Regions from separate parts of the Mus musculus genome. Here region 2 is linked to region 1. Evidence: chromatin contacts called from public promoter capture Hi-C data. All regions are on one chromosome and are shown on one strand. The core of a region is the stretch at or near the end of the contact, and the rest is flanking DNA. Distances in the headings are between cores, read along the strand shown.

Evidence for each region. Promoter capture Hi-C pulls out the DNA fragments that hold promoters and counts their contacts.
Region 2: a promoter capture Hi-C map of hematopoietic stem and progenitor cells shows a contact between it and region 1, with 2.4 times the contacts expected there. The contact joins the enhancer-like site here to the promoter of Plbd1 in region 1. A contact is called at or near these places in 7 of 39 promoter capture datasets (the 3T3-L1 cell line, cranial neural crest, hematopoietic stem and progenitor cells and 4 more), 2 of 484 Hi-C or Micro-C datasets (bone marrow-derived macrophages and granulocyte-monocyte progenitors), 6 of 115 datasets of contacts at active chromatin or transcription factors (embryonic stem cells, large pre-B cells, microglia and 2 more) and 4 of 9 other capture datasets (adipose tissue, embryonic stem cells, liver and 1 more).

The regions. Positions count from the first base shown.
Region 1 is chr6:136,658,268-136,663,186 of GRCm38.p6, reverse strand. Plbd1 (phospholipase B domain containing 1) reads left to right here and starts at 1,294. Exons shown (of 11, transcript NM_025806.2): 1 at 1,294-1,625. The coding sequence starts at 1,508.
Region 2 is chr6:136,741,084-136,745,874 of GRCm38.p6, reverse strand. Gucy2c (guanylate cyclase 2c) reads left to right here. Exons shown (of 27, transcript NM_001127318.1): 10 at 1,848-1,959. Among named protein-coding and RNA genes, the nearest start is that of Gucy2c, 38 kb to the left of the region's middle. Within about 2 kb of position 3,309, at least 61 of the 459 cell types and tissues checked have an H3K27ac peak or open chromatin away from gene starts, as enhancers often do. A contact at or near this core is called in granulocyte-monocyte progenitors, hematopoietic stem and progenitor cells and second pharyngeal arch cranial neural crest, where this site is marked.

The DNA.
Region 1 (4,919 bases), core at 45-2,544:
ACGTGGTCTGGAGGCACTTTCAAGGATGTTAAAGGCCTCAGAGTGCACAGGACACACTCACACACACGGACGGACACACACATATGCTCACTCATAACTGGACAGAATTTCAACAGTACTGAGTTTAAGAAAGTCTAATCCAATTAAACTGCTCGTTCAAAACAAGCCAACCACTTCATCGACTAGTCTGGTGTTCTACAGACCCGGTGTCATACAGGGCTCTATCCTGGAACACTGAAGTCAATAAATACTCGGCAAGCAAACCATCAGGTGGGTGAGCCCAGCCCCCATCAGGCATCCTGAAAGAGTCACCTCCTCTGAACACTTGTCTCCTTGGATCAGAAGGGTCAGTGAGGTCACAGAGTGGGATATGGAGACACACCTGCACTTTTTGGGGTGACACTTCACTAGCCACGTGCCATAGGACCCAAAGGTACCGTTCACCTTCGTTTTTATTTTATGTACAGTCCCTACAATGCCTGCAGCTTCTTTCTCCACTAAATGAATATTACCAAACGAAATTGTGATTTGTATTTCATAATTCACAGGTGTCATTTCTAGCAATGACAAATTTATTTCTTCCTCTAACAAAGGCACTTCTTCATTACTTTTTAAAAAATATTTATTTGTTTATCTGGATTTTTTATATTTTGGTGTTTGGAAACAGTGTCTCATTCAGTAGCCCAAATTGTCCTCAGACTTTCATTAATCCTCCTGCCTCGACTTCTGGAACGCTTTACAAACCCAGCTACAGTGGTTTGCTTGCCTGGGTTCAGTAGCAAAAGATGAGCTCAGTCAGCTTGAAGTCTGTTGCCTACTTCACAATGTCACCTAGGGCACCCTTGGCCAACTTCACAATGTTGCCTTCAGCGAGTCCTGCCCAGACATGGGTCTCTATGGAAGCTCAGGGGTAGATCTGCTTCTAGCCCCGCGTGAATCAGCTCCGCCCAATGAAGACACAAAGCTAAGGTCTGGAGGTGTTGAGCTCCTGAGGTCAGACAGGCTGGCGCAAGAAGCCCTGATTCCTGACGGATGAGGGACCTGAGAAGACAGAAGGCCACAGAATCCGACCTACGGGGAGGCATGCGACCCACTGCTGCCTCGGTTTCCTTATCCTCTGCTACAGGGACCAAGGCCACCTTTAACTGATTCCTTAGCCCTGAGCCCCACCCTCCAGGAGGCGACCAGAGAAAGCAGCACAGCCCCGGCACTTCCCAAAAGCGCGACAGAGAACTTTCCCGGCCTGGCCCACAGGTGGCTGGAGGGTCAGACCAGACGGAAAGGATCCGCCTCTCCTAGCCTGGGGCTCAGCAGGGCGAAGGTTGGTTCCCAAGGCCACGTGAAGCGCCCAAGCAGGCAAGACTAATGTCAGAAGAAAGTTAAGATCGGCCCGGCCTCTGCAACGCAGCGCCCTGCTACCATCCTCAAGTGCGGCTCTTGCAACAGCTGCCACCGCCGGCGCCAGCGGGACCTAATCCAACCAGGCCGAGGTCACAGCGGAGGAGCGATGTGCCACCGCAGCCCTGGCAGGAGCCTCAGGCCGCCATCGCCGCTGCTGCTGCTGCTGCCATTGCTGCTGCAGCCTCCCTGGGCGGCTGGCGCTGCCAGCCAGAGCGACCCAACAGGTGAGCAGAACGGCCGCCCGCGGACTAGGGGCGTTGCCCTGTACCCCCACGCCGGCGGCTGGCCAGAGTCCCAACAGCTTTGCATCTAGGGGCGTCTTGGGTCGTACTTCTTGGTGGGGAGCCTGGCGGGTTACGTTCCAGCCCTGAGGTGGATCAGCGGTGGCATTGAAGGAGGGTACAAGGGCTCTCCAACGTAAAATGTTTTGGCCTTAATTCTGTCCCATATCTTGTCCCGGACAACCTCGACTGGTCCAAAAGGCTCCAGTCCAGAGATTTTTCCAAATCAGACTGAGGTGTGATTTCGAGCTGACCTTTGTTCTGCTTCTAGAAGTAGACAAGTGACTTGGACTTAAGAGAACTGATAGCAAACTGGTTATGCCATCTTGATATGGGACAGGGCCAGAGCTTAAGGCTGCTGAGCTCTTCTGAATGGCCTCAGAATCCTAAAGTGGATTAAAGTCTCCGTTCTACTGCACAGAGGCTGCGACTGGGGGGAAGTCAGGAATTTGCCTAAGCGATAAGGTAGCTGGGTTGCCAGAGGGCACTGGTGTAATCCTTCCCTTCAGAAAAAACAGGCCTCAACAGGTGTCCTTCCAGTCTCACCCTTCCATTTGTAACAAGACCAAAATGAATTGTGGGATGCGTAGACTTGGAAGATTCTAAAAGTCAAATTCAGAGAGGACGACTGATTTCGTAATCGTCTCCTTGTTTGACCCATTCAAGAATAGGAAGGGACGCGGGCAGTGTCCCCTTTCAAAAGTCGCTGATTTTTCTCGTTACCGTCTCTCAACGAGTACCCGCACCCTTGCCATTTGGAAGTGTTTGCTTTCAAAGCCTGCTCCACTCATGTCTGGAAACTTCCCAGTGGGCACAGGCTTGTGGGATGAGAAGGGTCCGGAAGTGCCTGATGTCTCCCCTGATTTAGCTGTATGTTCTTTGGTCATCCCTCCCTACCCCCGCCACATGAGCGCTCACGCTCACACACACACACACACACACACACACACACACACACACACACCCTTTAGTCCAGAAAAGCTGCTGGTTCCTTACCATGGCCAGCAATCCTGAAAGGCTCCTCCACATGACAGCTTTGAGGACAGCTAAGGATGCCTGCCTGCAGTGTCTATTTGAAACAGATGGGATGTCCTTTCTCCCTCTTATCAGTATGTTATTTGTACTGTATTGAAGCTTCCTCAACCTGCCAGTAGATTACCCAAAATTTAAATCGTAAAAAAGCAGAGGCATTGCTATCTCCCAGGGCTCCCAAAGGAACCTAGCTCCGTACTGTGAGCTTAGTAGGCTGTGTCCTAACTGTTCCTCCTTTGCCCTGGTAAGAGAGAGATGAGCCGACCTCCGTGAGACTCAAAATGTAGCCCATTCCTTGGTAAAACTGGTTCTTCCTCTAGGCAGGCAGGGCTAAACTCCAGAAGTCAGTATTTGCATCATGCCAGCTGTGATCAGATCTCAGGGAGACGATTCACCCTGATACACGCCCAAGTCTGTCCCCAGATTCATCATTAATTATTCATTAGAAATATAACTGTCAGGCTGAGGGCCTGACTCATCTGCCCTGATTGGGCACTGGGAACCGGAATCAGCTGGTGGGAAGCACTTGCTAACCTGACTGTCATTTAGTCTCCATAAGGTGTCCCGGCCGGCAGACAACAGGTTAAAGCCAATGGCTACTTTAACTCTGACAGCAGTTATATATCTGAGTTCACTAAAATGGGCCTACTGGTTGCACCATGGCTTATTTTAACATGGAAATTCTTTATACTTCATTTAAGTATTTATGTATGTATGTATGTGTGTATGTATGTATGTATTTATTTATTTACTAAGACGGGATCTCATTATGTAGCCCTGGCTAGCCTAGAACTCACTGTGTAGACCAGGCTAACCTGGAACTCAGAGAGATCCACGGCACCAGCCTCGTCTTTTTAATCCCTAAACAGTTTTCCAATTGCTCCCGCGTTCTGATTTTTAGCTTTAAAGGGTGGCTAGTGAGTTATTGCTGGAGTTAGCATGTTCCTTCTTACCAGGGCAAAGGAGGAACTTACTAACATTGTGGAGGTAGTGAAATTATGAGGAAACGTTTATGCAAAACTTATAACTCTTTGTCATCCGAAGAGACCTGGATGTCACATGACATATGTGTCAATCCTGGGGGTGGGGAAGACGTTGTGGAAGTCTTTTGATTGAGGTTTGAAAACAGAATGAACAAATCTCCGAGAGAGGCTGCTGGTGCGCTGAGAGACGACCTCCATCATCAGTCTGGCAGGTCCTGTGATGACCTCCATCATCAGTCTGGCAGGTCCTGTGATGACCTCCATCATCAGTCTGGCAGGTCCTGTGATGACCTCCATCATCAGTCTGGCAGGTCCTGTGATGACCTCCATCATCAGTCTGGCAGGTCCTGTGATGACCTCCATCATCAGTCTGGCAGGTCCTGTGATGACCTCCATCATCAGTCTGGCAGGTCCTGTGATGACCTCCATCATCAGTCTGGCAGGTCCTGTGATGACCTCCATCATCAGTCTGGCAGGTCCTGTGATGACCTCCATCATCAGTCTGGCAGGTCCTGTGATGACCTCCATCATCAGTCTGGCAGGTCCTGTGATGACCTCCATCATCAGTCTGGCAGGTCCTGTGATGGGCCCAGCAGGAGCAGCTGACAAGTTGCCAAAGCTTTATTCCCTTTAAGCTCCTTTGGAAACTCAAGCAACCAGCATCCTAATCCATATGTCGAAATCATGAGTCCATGAAATAGCTCAACCACAAAGGCTCATGGGGCACAAGGCTGTCCTGAGTTCGATCCCTGGGACTCGCATAAGGGTGGAGGGAGATACCTGACTGCACACTCCACAGAGTTATCCTCTGACCCCCTACTAAGTGCCACAACATGTGCACTCACATACGTCAGCACACTATGAACTTCATGTGACTATGTTCCCACATGTGACCTTCCAGTCACTGTGACAGTTTGGGATTTAGGTGGCCATGTAATCAGGAAAGAATTGTGCTATCCCTGAGGGAGTGGATGTGGCAACAGACGAGACTCTCCTCCCATTCTCAAAGAGTTGTGTGACAGCGATTATCGGACCAAGCACAAAGATAATGTCTTGCTGAGTGCCCTGGATGGGAGGTGACTCAGAGTAACAAATCTGTCAGGTGTGGTGACACACACCTGTAATCCAGCACTTGGGAGGCAGAGGAAAGATAAAATCTCTAAACTGAGGGCCAGCCTGAGCTACACAGCAAATTCCAGGCCAGCCAGAGCTACACAGTGAG
Region 2 (4,791 bases), core at 2,060-4,559, 81 kb before region 1:
TAAGTGTTTCCTCCCTGAGTTGCCTTGGACATGTGTGTCAGTGCAGCAATAGTTACCCTAAGACAGCAGCCTCTAAAGAGGGGAGAGGGTCTACTCTCTCACCATATCTCCCACAAGAAGCTTCCTGTCTGGTATAGAGTTCACGGCTGAATTTAAAAGTGGAACCGCTTCCTGTATGCCTTCCGGAGCTGTGTCCGTCTAAACCATGAAAGCCACTGTTTCAGCCAGCCAAGTGACAAGTAAAGACCTTTTTCCTACAAGAGAAAAAGTGGACATCTAGAAGGAAATAGTATTCATTTGTAAATGTTCCAGAGTGGACCTTAGGGCAAGCTTAAATCATAACATACATACACATAATTAATATAAATAAGTCATAATATATGCATAGGTCTATATATATTGACACTGCCTTTTGAGAGACATCTACAATGGCAAATGTAAAAAATTACAGAAAAGATGCCCATCCTGAGAAAGTGACACCAGAAATTTGAGACAGCATTTCAGAATCTATAGTTTTTGTTACTATATTGGACCTTTAATGAAATACTATATTTGGGGGCCAGTGAGATGGCTCAGTGGGTAAGGGTGCTCAACTCTAAAACAGACAGCCTGAGTTTGATCCCCAAGACTCACGTGGTAGAAGGAGAGATTGGATTCCTGAAAATTGTCCCCTGACCACCACATGAATGATATGTATACCCACCTCCCAAATAGAAAAAAAGAAGAGAGAGAGAGAGAGAGAAGGGGAGAGAGAGAAAGAGAGGGAGGGAGGGAAGGAGGGAGAGAGGGAGGGAGGGAAGGAGGGAGAGAGGGAGGGAGGGAAGGAGAGAGGGAGAGAGAGACAGGCAAAGAGGCAGAGACACAGAAAGAAAAAAAGAAAAAAGAAAGAAAGGAAGGAAGAGGGAAAAAGAGAAGGGAGGGAGGGAAGGCAGGGAGAGAAGGAAAGAAGGAAGGAAGGAAGGAAGGAAGGAAGGGAGGGAGGGAGGGAGGGAGGGAGGGAGGGAGGGAGGGAGGGAGGGAGGGAGGGAGGGAGAAACTTTAAGAGGAATATAAAGTTGATACACATGCCATGGAAAATTTTTGTGTCATATCCCCCAAATGCTTCAGTTACTAACAGGAACCACACAAAGAGACCCACATGCTCATCCAAAGAGATGAAGACCCTACTGTCCTCGGAAGAGACACAAAGACGTGTGTGAGAGACCTTTCCTCACCACACTTCCACTGTTCCCTACACAGGTCTCCCAAAACAAATTTGGTCAAACTTCTCAGCATTTGACTGCTTCCAACCTCAGTACATAGTGTGTGTATTGGGGAGAACCTAGCAATTAGCTCTCAAAACATGGAGCTATCAGAATACTAGTCTATACTCAGGGTAGGTATCAATAGAGAGTTGATAAGCCACACCCTAGCATACAGGCTAATTTTGACCTTCTATATATGCAACTATAGGTTCTATCCTTCAGACTCAAGTCTCTAAATGTAAATTTCCCATGGAGAATATTTTGAGGGAAGGATAGTGACTGTAGAAGGTAGCCCTGTTTCAAACATATTGCACACAGCATTGTCAATACCTAGAGCACTAATTCAAAGATAGCCTGTAATAATGTTTCCATTAGCAGATAACGTCACGTGAAGGCTTTATTCATAGAGGCTTAATTAACAACTGGTAATGATGGCTCATATCTGTAATCCCAAAATTTGGGAAGCTGAGGCAGGAGGATTAAGAGATCGAGATCACGTCCCCAAAGCCACACACACACACACAGTCAGCCTCATCACACATTGCTCTAAAATGTTCTCATGATTTTCTTTTCTTTTTGCCTTTGTTTATGGCTCCAACACAGTACAAGGTTCTTATGAAGTATGACACCCACAAAAACAAAACTATTCCGGTGGCTGAGAACCCCAACTTCATCTGGAAGAACCACAAGCTCCCCAATGACGTTCCTGGGCTGGGTAAGCCGTTCTTGCTGAGTTTCCTTCTCTCGATGTGGTTTCCGCGCAAGCTGTAGGCAGTTAGCTTGTTTATCTTTTCTTCTCATCTTGCCTAGACTCTCCAGGTTTGTGGCTGGGTTTTACAAGCCCAGTGAGTTCTGGTTAGACCCATCCACATTCGAACCCTGTCTTGAAGATGGTTTCCATATAAGCGGGACCCCCTAGAAAACAAAGTCAGAAAATCAGCAAAATTGAATAGACATAAAAATGTGTACTTTATCCTGTTACTGCTACAGACTCAATGTTTTAAGCAAGGAATATTTGCTGGATCTCACCTCTCCTCAGCTTTGCTCAGCACCTCAGGAAAGGATCTGTCTAGCCCTGTGTGACGCCTGCACGGTACTCACGCCACATTTGCTTGTTCATGTGTCTTTTTACAACATACTGTACAAGATTGGGGTCTAATAGTCACTGATACCTGTTGCTGAAGCATACTGCACTGGAATAATTGAATAATTATGTATTCAATTATTCAATATATTCAATACATTCAATATGTAATTTATTCTATATAATCTACAATATATATTGTAACATTAATATCATAAGAATATATAATGTTATATAATATTATTAAATATAATATAGTGATATATTATATTATATTAATTACACACACACACACACACAAACACACACACACACACACACACACACTGGACCCAGCACTAAAACCATTAATTTAGATGAAAAGGCAGGTCCAGGGTAGCATAGCCAAAGACAATTGCGTTAACATGAGTCAGTTTGCTTTGATTACAACTAAAAGCTTTCTCCTCTAGCAAAGCAGCCTGTTTACCGAGTTCCCTCCAGCCCTACTGTCCTAGGACTTAGAAATCACCCTGCTGTTCACTGTACATTCTTTGAGAAGCCGGCAGAATGCAACAACCAGAATAGCCACTAGAGGGCACAGATGGTTTGCCTTAGAAGTAGCCTGAACCTGACTTAACAGAGAAGCAAAATGAAAATGCGGTTGAATTTTAAACAACTGCATTTAGCCAGGTGGCTCACATCTGTAATCACAGTGTTGGGAATACCGAAGGGAATATTACCATGAGTTGAGGCAATCCTCGGCCACAAAATGAGATCCAGGCCAGCCTGGACTACTGAGTATGACCCTGTCTAAACAACAATGAACTGATTTCATTTAAATAGCATGTTTAAATATCTAATTATGGTCATTATGTCTAGCACAGGGGGTGCTCATTATGTAGGCAGGTAGGGACTGAAATGACCTGAGTGGCTCAGACTCATGCTCTGGCATGGGGGTGTATGATGCCACAGTGTGGAGTTGTATTTTTTCTACAGACTTCCTCTTTGTCTGGGGCTAGGGGTGTGTTACGGTGGCAGTGTGTGATGGTGGTAGGCATGGTGGAAGTACTGTATCCATCAAAAGAAATGTGGTCACGACATGACTTCATGACAGTCTCATGATGGTCATGACATGACGTCACGATGTCATGATGGCATGAGCCCTGAGGTGGGAGCACTTTCCTGCCTAGGTGAGAGGCGAAACAAAGTCACTTAGAAAGCCAGGTGACAGGCAACCCCAGGGCAAAGCTTGCCAAGCAGCCCTCATGGAAATGTGCTACAGTTTTATCGCATGCTAAGCTTCTGCTTGGGACGGAGCAGGGGAGGGATGGGGCGTGGCGGGGCGAGGGACTGGGGGCAACAGAGGGTCAGCGGGTGGGGGAGGAAGAAGGAAGAGAGAGAGAGAACATGAGAAAAGTTTAGGATACAGTATGATTAAACAAAAACATTACAAGATGTGTGATAAGTTTACAGTAGAGGAGGGTCTTAGTATATTTTCATATTGGGGCATCTTTTTCTTGTCTCGGTAAAATAAAGAGGATCAAACTTTTATTCAAAGCTTTCAGCCATTTAAAAATCAATAATTTACTCATGGTGGGTACAGGCTGGCTGGTAGACAACCGAGCTGTGCCTTCAAGGGTCTTGAGTGTCCCCCCATGCTGTGTTAGAGACTCCTGGGGGTGGAGGGGGAGGGAGTGGAACTTTAATGAGAAATCTGTTCATCTTTTCTTGGAGTAATTTCATTAAGTACTTGGAAGTGACCTCCAGTCTTTAAAAAAAAAAAAAAATTTGAACACTTTCCCTATTTGAGCATTTGTTTGCGCGTGCTCTCTCTCTCTCTCTCTCTCTCTCTCTCTCTCTCTCTCTCTCTCTCTCTCTCTCCCTCCCTCCCCTCCCTCCCTCCCTCCCCTCCCCTCTCTCATGCAACTCTCTCCTCTCTCCTTGTCCTTTTTACCATATCCCTTTGTCTTCCAGCTCCTTACACATTTTGCTTCTCACTTTGAGTCATCCTTTCATGGAGCGTACTTACTTCCTGCCAGGTGGGGAAGCTCTGCACACACGTGAGCCAGAATGAGCCTGCGAGGGTTTTTACTGCTGTGGCTTCTGACACTGAACTTGTCCCTTACGTCCTTGGACGTCCCTCCAGTGTTTCCTCGGATTACACTCCCATTTTCCTGAACTCCACTTGTTGTTCTGAAAATCTGTGAATGGAAGACTTCTACTCAAACTATGCGCGCGCGCACACACACACACACACACACACACACACAAGATTCATTCACTCTAACACAGTCAAGTTATTGCTTTCCCTCAATAATAGAAATCTTGGAGAGGAATAGTATACAGCACTGTGGTTTAATATTCTAATTGGCTTTCTTACAGTATGCATCCAGCATTTAAACATAGCCATCTCTTTCTTTCTGCATAGAACCTCTTTAGACACACAGATCTAGAGAATATCATGTAGGCTTATCTCCCTTCAAA